Regions from separate parts of the Mus musculus genome. Here region 1 is linked to region 2. Evidence: chromatin contacts called from public Hi-C data. All regions are on one chromosome and are shown on one strand. Each heading gives the region's core, a stretch centred on a gene start, on an enhancer-like site or on the middle of the called end of the contact. The rest is flanking DNA. Distances are from core to core; before and after follow the strand shown.

Region 1 (4,934 bases), core at 1,699-4,198, 400 kb before region 2:
GTCACCCTTCTGAGCTGTATAGCAAGCTTGAGGCCAGCTTGGGCTCCATGGAGTCCTGCCTTCAGGCAAGCAAGAAAGTTCTATGCAGACCTAGTACACAGCTGTGCAATTCAAAGTGGATGAGTTTTACTTGATTCCCAGTGTTTCTGATTGATATTGGTTTTAATGACAGGATTCTCATCCTGGTGTCCATAGAATCTATGAGTCTCTTATATCTGGAAGTCAATTTAAAAACAGTTATCATCAATACAAAAAGTAGTAAATCATACCTAGTACCAACGGGTGATGAGTTAAGGGGATGTGGTAATGAATTTGTCCTTTATGTGGGGACCAGGACAGGCCCCAAGTAAATGTGACCAGTAAGTATATCTCTGCCAACCTCCAGAGAGATATAGTCTCAGCAAACTGAATAGAGAGGCCTGAGTGATAACAGGCTCAAAATATGAGAGGGACTCAGCTCTAAAAAGAAAACCTTTGAAGAACCATGGATGTTTAACCCAGGGGAAAAAAAAAAAGGAAAGAAGCCTAGAAAATATGATTGCTATGTTCAGATGTTGAATGAGCTTGTTCAAATTGTCCTGGAAAGCTGTACCAAGAAATGATTTTAGATGAAGAATGGGAACTTCAGGCAGCTCACATTGTTCAAAGACAGACTCTTAGGGAAGATGTTTAGTGCTGTGTTGGCTTCCAGGAGAGGCTATGCATTGATTTGGTGGGATGTTCTAGACATCCATGTTAATGGCCAAGCTAAATGATTAAGCACTTCCTAAACGTGATTTACCATTTTTGGTGCCACGGGCTGAATGGTCATGAATTGGTGACCTGAGCTGGTTATTTTGTGTTGGTCTTTGGAAGCCTACGTGATTCAGTATGGAGGAGACCTATGTGGGAATATGGAAAACCTGAGTTACAGATTTTTTTTTTTGAGCAGCCTCCTCTTTACATACCCAAGCTGGGCAGCCATAGACATTCTCCATTTTTAAGGTGTTCGTTGTCATGCTTACTCCTTGTCTGAAACTACGTGTGTGGACACAAATGGCTGCTGTAGTCCCAACCTTAGAAAGGAAAGAAATCATGGCCATTCCCTAAGTTTTGTGTCATCAACGAAGTCTTAGCATCTTTTTGGTAGCACATGCCTGGAAATAAGTCATTCAGTTTCTTGAGCCTTGTTAAAAATTGTCCTCATTGTACACACCTTTAATCCCAGCACGTGGGAGGCAGAGGCAGGTGGATCTTTTGTGAGTTCTAAACCAGCACAGTCTACAGAGTGAGTTCCAAGACAACCAGGGCTACACAGAGAAACCCTGTCTCAACGAATCAAATCAAAACAACAACAAAAAAATCACTTTCCCTACCCATAAAATGTCTTTACAAAGAATTAAACAGAAAGTGAGCAGACTAAGTTTCTCCTGTCAGCCGAGATTACATAAAGAACTACGCAGACGGAGAATTCTTTGGCTGCTCAGTTTGGGTGTGTAATGATGAGGCTGCTCTCTTACCTGTAAGTTACTATGAAAATTACTTTTGGTATATGCAGAATATTAATATTAAATAATTTTCTAATTGGTCATGCAGTACAGGCAGCTAATGAAACGGCAGATTTTTTTCCATTTTAATTGGTTATTTCACATGGTGTTTGTGCTACACCTGTGCTTATAATGAGAGCGGAGAATTAGTCTAACCTTCTGCTCACATGATTCCAATTTTCATGGCTTATATAAGATAACGATAACCTGATTTGCAACACAATTTGTTGTAGATCCTGTGTTTTAAATATTTTTATTAGCAGTTCAGGGACTTCATTCGTAGAAACTGGAACAGTTTATGTAGCCTCTACAGGTCTGCACCCACACTGACCCTTTTAGTCAGAAACCACTTCCGTCATTTCCCTTAATTGCTTCTCAGAGGGGACACAAGCAGGTACAGGATATTGAGAATCTTAAAATGTTATGAAGCATGTATTTTTATTTTAAAGACACATCTTTGACTGTTTAATGATTTGGAGTCCCAGAACTGCTTTCTTTGCTCAAATAGACACATGTACAAACTAAAATTTATATCAGACTGTAAACCCTTCAATTATTAATAGGGTAGTATTGAACTTTTTATCACATTTCTGATGTCCTGCTCAGAGTTGGGTTGAGAACTTTAGTAACCCAACACATACTCTGCATTTTCTGGATTTGACAAACAATTCTTATAACCCAGGACAAAAAGCTTAAGAGCTAAATATCTTGTGGAGATGGTTTCAGAGTTAACAGGGTTTTTAAAATTTTGTTTTATTTTGTTTTTATTTGTTTGTTTTGTTTTATTTCAGTGACTTTATATTTTTTGAAGGAGCTATAAAACAACTTGTACCAAACAATCTTTTAAATTAATATAGAGTGACTTTAATATCTTAGTAAGATGTTTATAAATTTTCAGTAGTAGCGGAAGAAAGCAAAATTATAAATTCAATTGCTGTATAGATGTGACCTTGTCTTGACTTCGGATTTTGCATAAAGAGAAAAAAAAGTCACCCCAAGAAATCTCTCCAAGGAATGAATTTCTTTAAAGTCCCCAGAAGTGTGAGTTAATAGTGATAAACTCCAGACATTCTTTCAATTGATGGTGTGCTGCCAACCGGGCTCGTTATCTTAGGGGTGGACATAAGGATGAAACTAGGTTTGCAAAAGGTAGGGGAGGTTTGGATAAAACACACTGTGAAAAAGAAGTCAGAAAGTGTAAGATTGAAATGTCAGTAATTGGGAGGGAGCAGATGTCCTCAGAGCTTCTCCTCTGTGTCTCCTCCGACTCCCACCCGGCCTTTTGAAAAGAGTGGTGGCTAGCATTGTTTCCTGAAAACTCTGCTAATTCCCCCATGAAAAGATGAAATGGAAGTGTCCAACTGTGGTAAAACAGGCAAACATAAATCAACTCAGAAACCCAAGCCTTGTACTCAAAGGTCACGGGGTTGTAGGTTTTGCCGCATGTGAAGCTGTCCGCGAGGGAGAGAAAGGAGGCTGGGCTGAGCTTGCCAGGGCCCTGCTCTTCTTTCTGTGATTCATTTCTTCCTCTACCTTTTGTTTATGTTTTTATGCAATAATGATATGCTTTGCTTTCTTGGTTACAGGTTTATTAATGCCCGGAGAAGAATAGTGCAGCCCATGATAGACCAGTCCAACCGAGCAGGCAAGTCCCCTCTAGTGACTGTATTCAAGTCAGGCAAGCGAAAAGCATCCTCAAGCCATTCACCAGGAGGGCTGCTGCCTGGTAAATGAACTGGGAGTGAGTACTACGAGTGCCTGGCTTTAGAAATGAAACCAGTTTGGTTTTGTAACCACACTAATCAATTTAACATCATTATAAAACATTTGAAGAAGGTAGAGAATAAAAAGCCATAGGAGAAAAGTAACTCTTAAACCTCCAAGTGCTCAGCTACAACCTTCTTTGTAAACATTCAATATATTAATGTTATTTTTCCCCCAAGTTTGCCTACCCAGCTTTCTGCCACTATGACCACTCCCTGGTGCATGGCTTGGTGTGGAATTGCTGTAAACTTTATTACCTGTCAAAAGGGCAAAGGGGTCGGGATCACTTGTGGGACTCAGTAAAGTTCAAAGACATTCAGTGAGGTAGAGCTTTTGTGTGCTTTAATAACCCAAGGCAGCTCACTTCTGAAACAGCTTTTCATGTACAGTTAAAACACAGGATTTGGTTAGTGATATAAATACACGGCTCTTATTCTCATGCCTCGCTCATTAGTATCTGTCTTCTGGTGCTCGCAGTTTAAAAAAAAAATAACACCTTTTCGTGTTTGTTTGTTTTTCAGTCATGAGCCCTAGGATTTGTTTTGTATTATAACATGGTAGCAAAGGCAGCGACCAAATTATACCTGGGGTGATGCTGCAGGGTTGAACCCTGCCTCTGAAATACCACTCTGCTCTCAGCTCCATCAAAGCTCTGTTGGCACCACACTGGGCCCATACCCAGTTAGTCAGGTTCCAGTGTCTTCTTTTCTTAAAATGCCCATGATGGAACCAGCAGACAAACCTCCCCACCATGAATTTCGTGGCTAGCCTGTTCCTTGAACACAGATAACACTTGAAACTGTAGTCTCCCAGGTATATAGAACTGGCCTGAGAGAAAGAATTAACTTTGGTTAAAAAAAAAAAACAAAACAACAACAATAACAACAACAAAAAAAAACCACATGTAATCTGCTTGGTATGTTCTCTGTGCCCCCTCCCCTCTCCTAGCTCTCTCCCCTCCCCCGTTATTAAGAAGTTGTGCTGTGTACTTTTGTAGTCAGCCAAGGGACACCTTATAACCCTGATGGACAGCCAATGGGAGGTTTTGTAATGGACGGTCAGCAGCACATGGGCATCAGAGCGCCAGGTAAGACTTTTTTTTTTTTTGGTATGGTACTTTTTCACGTTTAACTCCAGAAGTGTTACCCTCCCCAAGTCCCTGTCAGGGCAGGTAAAGAAGTCCACCCTCTGCTTTCTCCAGCTGCCTGCCTCGCCTTGCCTACCATCTGTGCATCTAAGACCTCAAAGGGGAAGCCAGGACCTTTATGTGTGCAATATCTTACTGCCTCTCAGCCACCTAGAACCTGTGGTTTTTTTAAAGGGTCTTTTGGCACTATCTGTTGACTTTGCTCATCTTCTGGCCTCTTCTTGGATTTTTATCTCCCTTCTAGGACCTATGAGTGGAATGGGCATGAATATGGGCATGGAGGGGCAGTGGCACTACATGTAACCTTCATCTAGTTAACCAATCGAAAGCCAGGGGGAAGTAAGTACAAACGGGGCCTTTGTCTTCACTTTGTCCTAGGAACATTCTCCTTCTGCGTCCTCTCATGTTCTCCTTGCCCATAGCTTCATGCTTCTTTCTTCCTTTCCATTAAAGCCTTATTTCTTGCTCCTTTCATTTTTTTTCTCTCGTTGGTTTTG
Region 2 (4,436 bases), core at 564-3,063:
AGAATATCACTGAAAAGTATTTGTCCCTTACAGGTGGTTTTTCTAAAGGTACATACAAATATCAATGTTCACCTATTGGAGAACTCTTATGCTTTATTTAGTTGATTTTAAATCAGTCAGCATTGTACTCAACCACACTCTAAGAAATAATCTGCATAAAAGCGCAGGTTCAAAGTATCTTTTAAGTTTTTCTACTGCTAAGCACACACACACACAGAGAAAGAGACAGACAGACAGACAGACAGACAGACAGAGACAAACAGAGACAGAGACAGACACAGAGAAAGAGAGTATGGAGGACAAAATTCAAAGCAAACCTCTTTGGTGTGCCTTTAAATGCACATGTAAATTAGAACTACTCATAACATTATAACCTATGTTCTATCTCTGGACTCTGACTTTGCTTATTTGTCTTAAATCATTCGCCCCTTTCCAAACGAAATGGCCCAGCCCATGTATAAAATTCCAGGATGAAAATATAGAAGCAACAAAACGTTGGTAGTTATTGCTAATGAAAGGAATATAAAGTTTATTTCAGGACTTGCCTTTTCCCCCTAATGATATTGCTCTGCTCCCAGCTCAAAGGAGGTGAGGCAGGTTACACCCTTGGGATGCTTGTTAGGCACGAAAAACAGAGTAGAAGAAGTCTAAGTTTTGAAACCACACTGAAATCGTTGGGCTCTGCTTGCCAGCACTACTCCCCTCCTAGCCGGCTGCTGTAGACTGCTCTTTCCAACTGATCAGAGTTCACAGTTGTCTTTTGTTGCATCTCAGACATCTCCATCCACGGGGATGTGTCTGTGACAGAGTAACCTACAGAACCCCTACCCCTTCAAAACTGTTTCCCATTGCATGCCAGCCAGCTTTATCGAAGGCTGTCATTTTCTTTGTGGTCTACACATTAAAATCACAAAGGTTGCTTTTAAAACATGCCCAAGCCTGAGTCCTAACCATATTGACTCCTAATTTAATTGCTCTGTGGTAGAACTCAGGCAGTGGAATTTTTAAACACTTCATTAAAGGTTTCCTTTGGGCAGCCAGATTGATGGTTTTATTTCTTTCTCCATTGTGACAGTTGTTGAATACCTTAAAAACGACCAGATAGCCCCAATAATTTTTGAGTTCAGGTATGTGTCTTGCATAACACGGAGCTAACCCTCAGCCTAGTTATTTCTGTCATAACCTTTGACTAAACATGAAGAAGAGAGGAGATGGGAGGCTTCCTTTTCCAGGCTCAGCTCTTTGGTGTTGGCAAGGTTCTCCGAGAGAACTGGCTTCCCAGGATGTACATAACGCAATGCAACACGGGCCCTGACATCCATCAAACTGTGTCTTTCCTTTTCTTAGCTCCATGAGGCAAAGAACCGGGTCTGTTGCAAGTTTCTTGGATTCACCTTCCTTTGTTCTTGATGAATGATGAACTCTGAGTTTCCAGTATTTGATTTGTAACAGTGTTTTGTTGTTGTTATTGTTGTTTTGTTTTTAACAAAAGCATATCCCCCTATCACACTTTAGAAAAAAGAAGCTATAAAACAGTGGAGGTCACACACATTTTAACTTTTTTTTTTTAATTTGGTTTGGAATGACTCCTTTTTATTTTTTCTTCTTCCCTAGCAATGTGGTCTGTATCAAGTTTCATATCAAGAAATATGAAGTCGCTGATAGCCTGTTGCTAAGATGAAGTCAGGCCTTCCCACCTCTTCCTCCTTCTGGTTTCCTTCCCTGAAACGTGGGTTCTTGACAGCTTGTTGTTGGGCAGGGCATTAGCCTTTTGTAATTTATTGCTTTTAGATTAAATCTGGGGAAACTCGATATTGCAGTTGAGTGATTAGAGCAATACCCCTTGGAGTAATAAATTTTCTTTGGTGCTGCACATCTCCAGATCATGTTTCCTTTCTAATTACATTTACATAAATGATATTCTGTAAAATTAAATTAACATTCAAACGGTTACCCTGACAGGGAGAGACAAAAATTAGTTACCAAGTTGTGTCTTTAAAAAAAAATGTCTAGTTTTTTTCATAATATGAATCACTACCCTCTTGCAAGTGCCAGCCTTCAACAAAATGCCCCTTCCAGACTGCACGGGGGTGCTTCTCAGCAGCGAATGGAAATGCTTTGTTTCTTTCCTGAAGAATTAGACCATCGGAGACTACAGTGGCTTTTCTGAACTCAGCCGCTAATTAATTGCTAATATTTCTTCAGGCTTCTAGCTTTGAAATTCTGCAGTGATCCTGGACACTCTCAGATTGAATATGAGCATAGCTATGCATGCCGACCCATGTTTTTCTCACCATCCCCTCCTCCAGTGTAGCTGCTTCCTACTTAGGATTCCCTTTAGAAATACTTGAGTTCCTCAAGCAGCAGCATCAGGAACTCAGTGACTGGCTTGTCAAGGGTGAGAGTGCCACCTCTGCTGTGCCTGTATTACCTTAAGACAAATGGCAGGACGGCCTCCACCGTATTTTTAAGTAAAGCCAATCAGTTCCTTTTGTGATTATAATTTTTATATAAAATATGCTTTCATTGACATAAGTCAGATATCCACAGAGAGGCTATCCCAGGAACCTTATCTGTCACATCCCTGAGCAAGTCAGGCTTATTGCCTGTGTTGGTTGACTTGCCTCCACCTGACAGGGATCACTTTAATAAACCAGTGAGCTAGGAAAGAAATGCCTGCAAACCTGTTCATGCAGAGTGGTAGGAGGATAATCAGAGACATATTTCTATGTCCAGACACTTTCTTTTCCATTCAAAAAGCATGGTTCCCAATTACATAGATCTGCTGACACACTCACCACAGGCCCAAACAGGGATCTTTGTGTCCATGTGGAAATGCTTGATGGAACACAGCTGTCAAGAGTCCACTCTCAAAACAACCTGTCAGGAACACTGGTTTCCTCAGATGAGAATAAAAGCCAACATCTCTCTTGAGAGAAGTAGACACAGCATATCCAGGCAAGACTGTTCTTAGCTCAGGGACTTACCCAATATCTCAGATTCTCTTGTCTCTTGAGCAGGCCTTCACTTAGGTTTCAATTATTCATTGATCGTCTCTGTGTTGTACATCTGCAAAGGCAAAAGGAGAAGCTAAAATGAAGGAACGGAACAAAATCTCAGTCCATCTAAAGCTGCACATTCTTTATACTCCTGTCCATGTATGTTGTTCTTGAGTTTTCTATGTATAGTATATGTATATAATACATAATATATGTATATTATGTATAGTATATGTATTACTATGCATAATGCATTTATTTATATGCATATGTATGTATAGTATATGTAGTGTATACTATATGTATTCATTCATGTATATGTATGTTATATATTATATGTATGTATATTTTGTATAGTATGTGTATATATTATACATATTATATATACACATATATTTATGTATATTATACATATAATATACATAGTATACATATATTATGTATTCTTTTTTATATATCCCTTCTTTGTCAGTTACCCTCTTTCTTGCCTGTGACTCACTGTGAGCATCTGATGCCTCTGGGGCTTTTTGTGTAGTCCTTTTCCCCACAGGCAGAATATGGAGACACCAAGCATCCTGGCACTTTAGGCGGAGTGCTGGGTATAATTCTCAGCTCCTGGTCCTGTCTGACAGTCTCTGTTGGAAGCTTCTGTCAGTGGATAGATACCCAAATCACCGATTCACTGACCTGAGTTGAACAAATGGGAGTATTGCTCCTCAGCTACTTGGGAAGCACTATGGAAATTGGTCACTGGAACTCATCATTGCTTGTGACTTATACACCATGGAAAGTTAGAGGCATTTATGAATGGGTACTAGATGCCTTCCTTGCAGAGGTGTTAATGTCAGACAGAGCTGAGTGCAGTAAAAGTGAACCTTGAGAATAGAAAATAATAAAAGAGGTATACAGATGCTGATTACTGTTAGAAGGCTCATACATGGTTTCCAAATGGAATTTTACATAGAGTACTATATATAAACAGAGGTGAAGCTGCCCTCCTCAGTGTCACTCCATCCCAAGAGCCTCAAGCTACTTCCTGTTCAGAGCCAGGTTGGAATATACAAGTATCAGCCATAGGGTGTCACATTAGCAGGTCTGAAAAATAGACTAGTTTTATCCCTTAGGTCTTGACATTTTATTTCCAAAGGTGGTGACAGCAGCTAGATCTGTGCCACAGTGGTTATTGGGCTCTCAGAATCAACATCAGGTGGTTTACAACTGTCTGTATTGCTAGCGCCAGGAGACCTGGCCCCTTCTTCTGGCCTAGGGGGAAAACCCATGGTATATACTCACACAGGCATACATATGTACTTGAATACGTTTTTAAAGTGGTAATGCTCAGAAAGGCTGTCTGGGCCCTCCAGTCATTTTCTCCATGTTGTAGTCGCATAGATTCTTCCAAGCAATGCTCTGCTCATTCCTTGGCTATTCTGCTCA

The links. A called contact is a pair of places that touch in the nucleus more often than the background predicts.
Region 1: a Hi-C map of the N1E-115 cell line shows a contact between it and region 2, with 9 times the contacts expected there. The contact joins two enhancer-like sites. A contact is called at or near these places in 1 of 39 promoter capture datasets (the 3T3-L1 cell line), 8 of 484 Hi-C or Micro-C datasets (the 3T3-L1 cell line, the N1E-115 cell line, adipose-derived mesenchymal stem cells and 3 more) and 3 of 115 datasets of contacts at active chromatin or transcription factors (the NIH/3T3 cell line, differentiating embryonic stem cells and stem cell-derived neural progenitor cells).

Annotation. Positions count from the first base shown.
Region 1 is chr11:18,883,830-18,888,763 of GRCm38.p6, reverse strand. Meis1 (Meis homeobox 1) reads left to right here. Exons shown (of 12, transcript NM_010789.3): 10 at 3,113-3,171; 11 at 4,288-4,377. Among named protein-coding and RNA genes, the nearest start is that of 8430419K02Rik, 8.7 kb to the right of the region's middle. Within about 2 kb of position 2,948, at least 57 of the 459 cell types and tissues checked have an H3K27ac peak or open chromatin away from gene starts, as enhancers often do. A contact at or near this core is called in the N1E-115 cell line, where this site is marked.
Region 2 is chr11:18,487,373-18,491,808 of GRCm38.p6, reverse strand. All of the region lies in intron 1 of Gm12022 (predicted gene 12022), which reads left to right. Among named protein-coding and RNA genes, the nearest start is that of Gm12022, 3.7 kb to the left of the region's middle. Within about 2 kb of position 1,813, at least 2 of the 459 cell types and tissues checked have an H3K27ac peak or open chromatin away from gene starts, as enhancers often do. A contact at or near this core is called in the N1E-115 cell line, where this site is marked.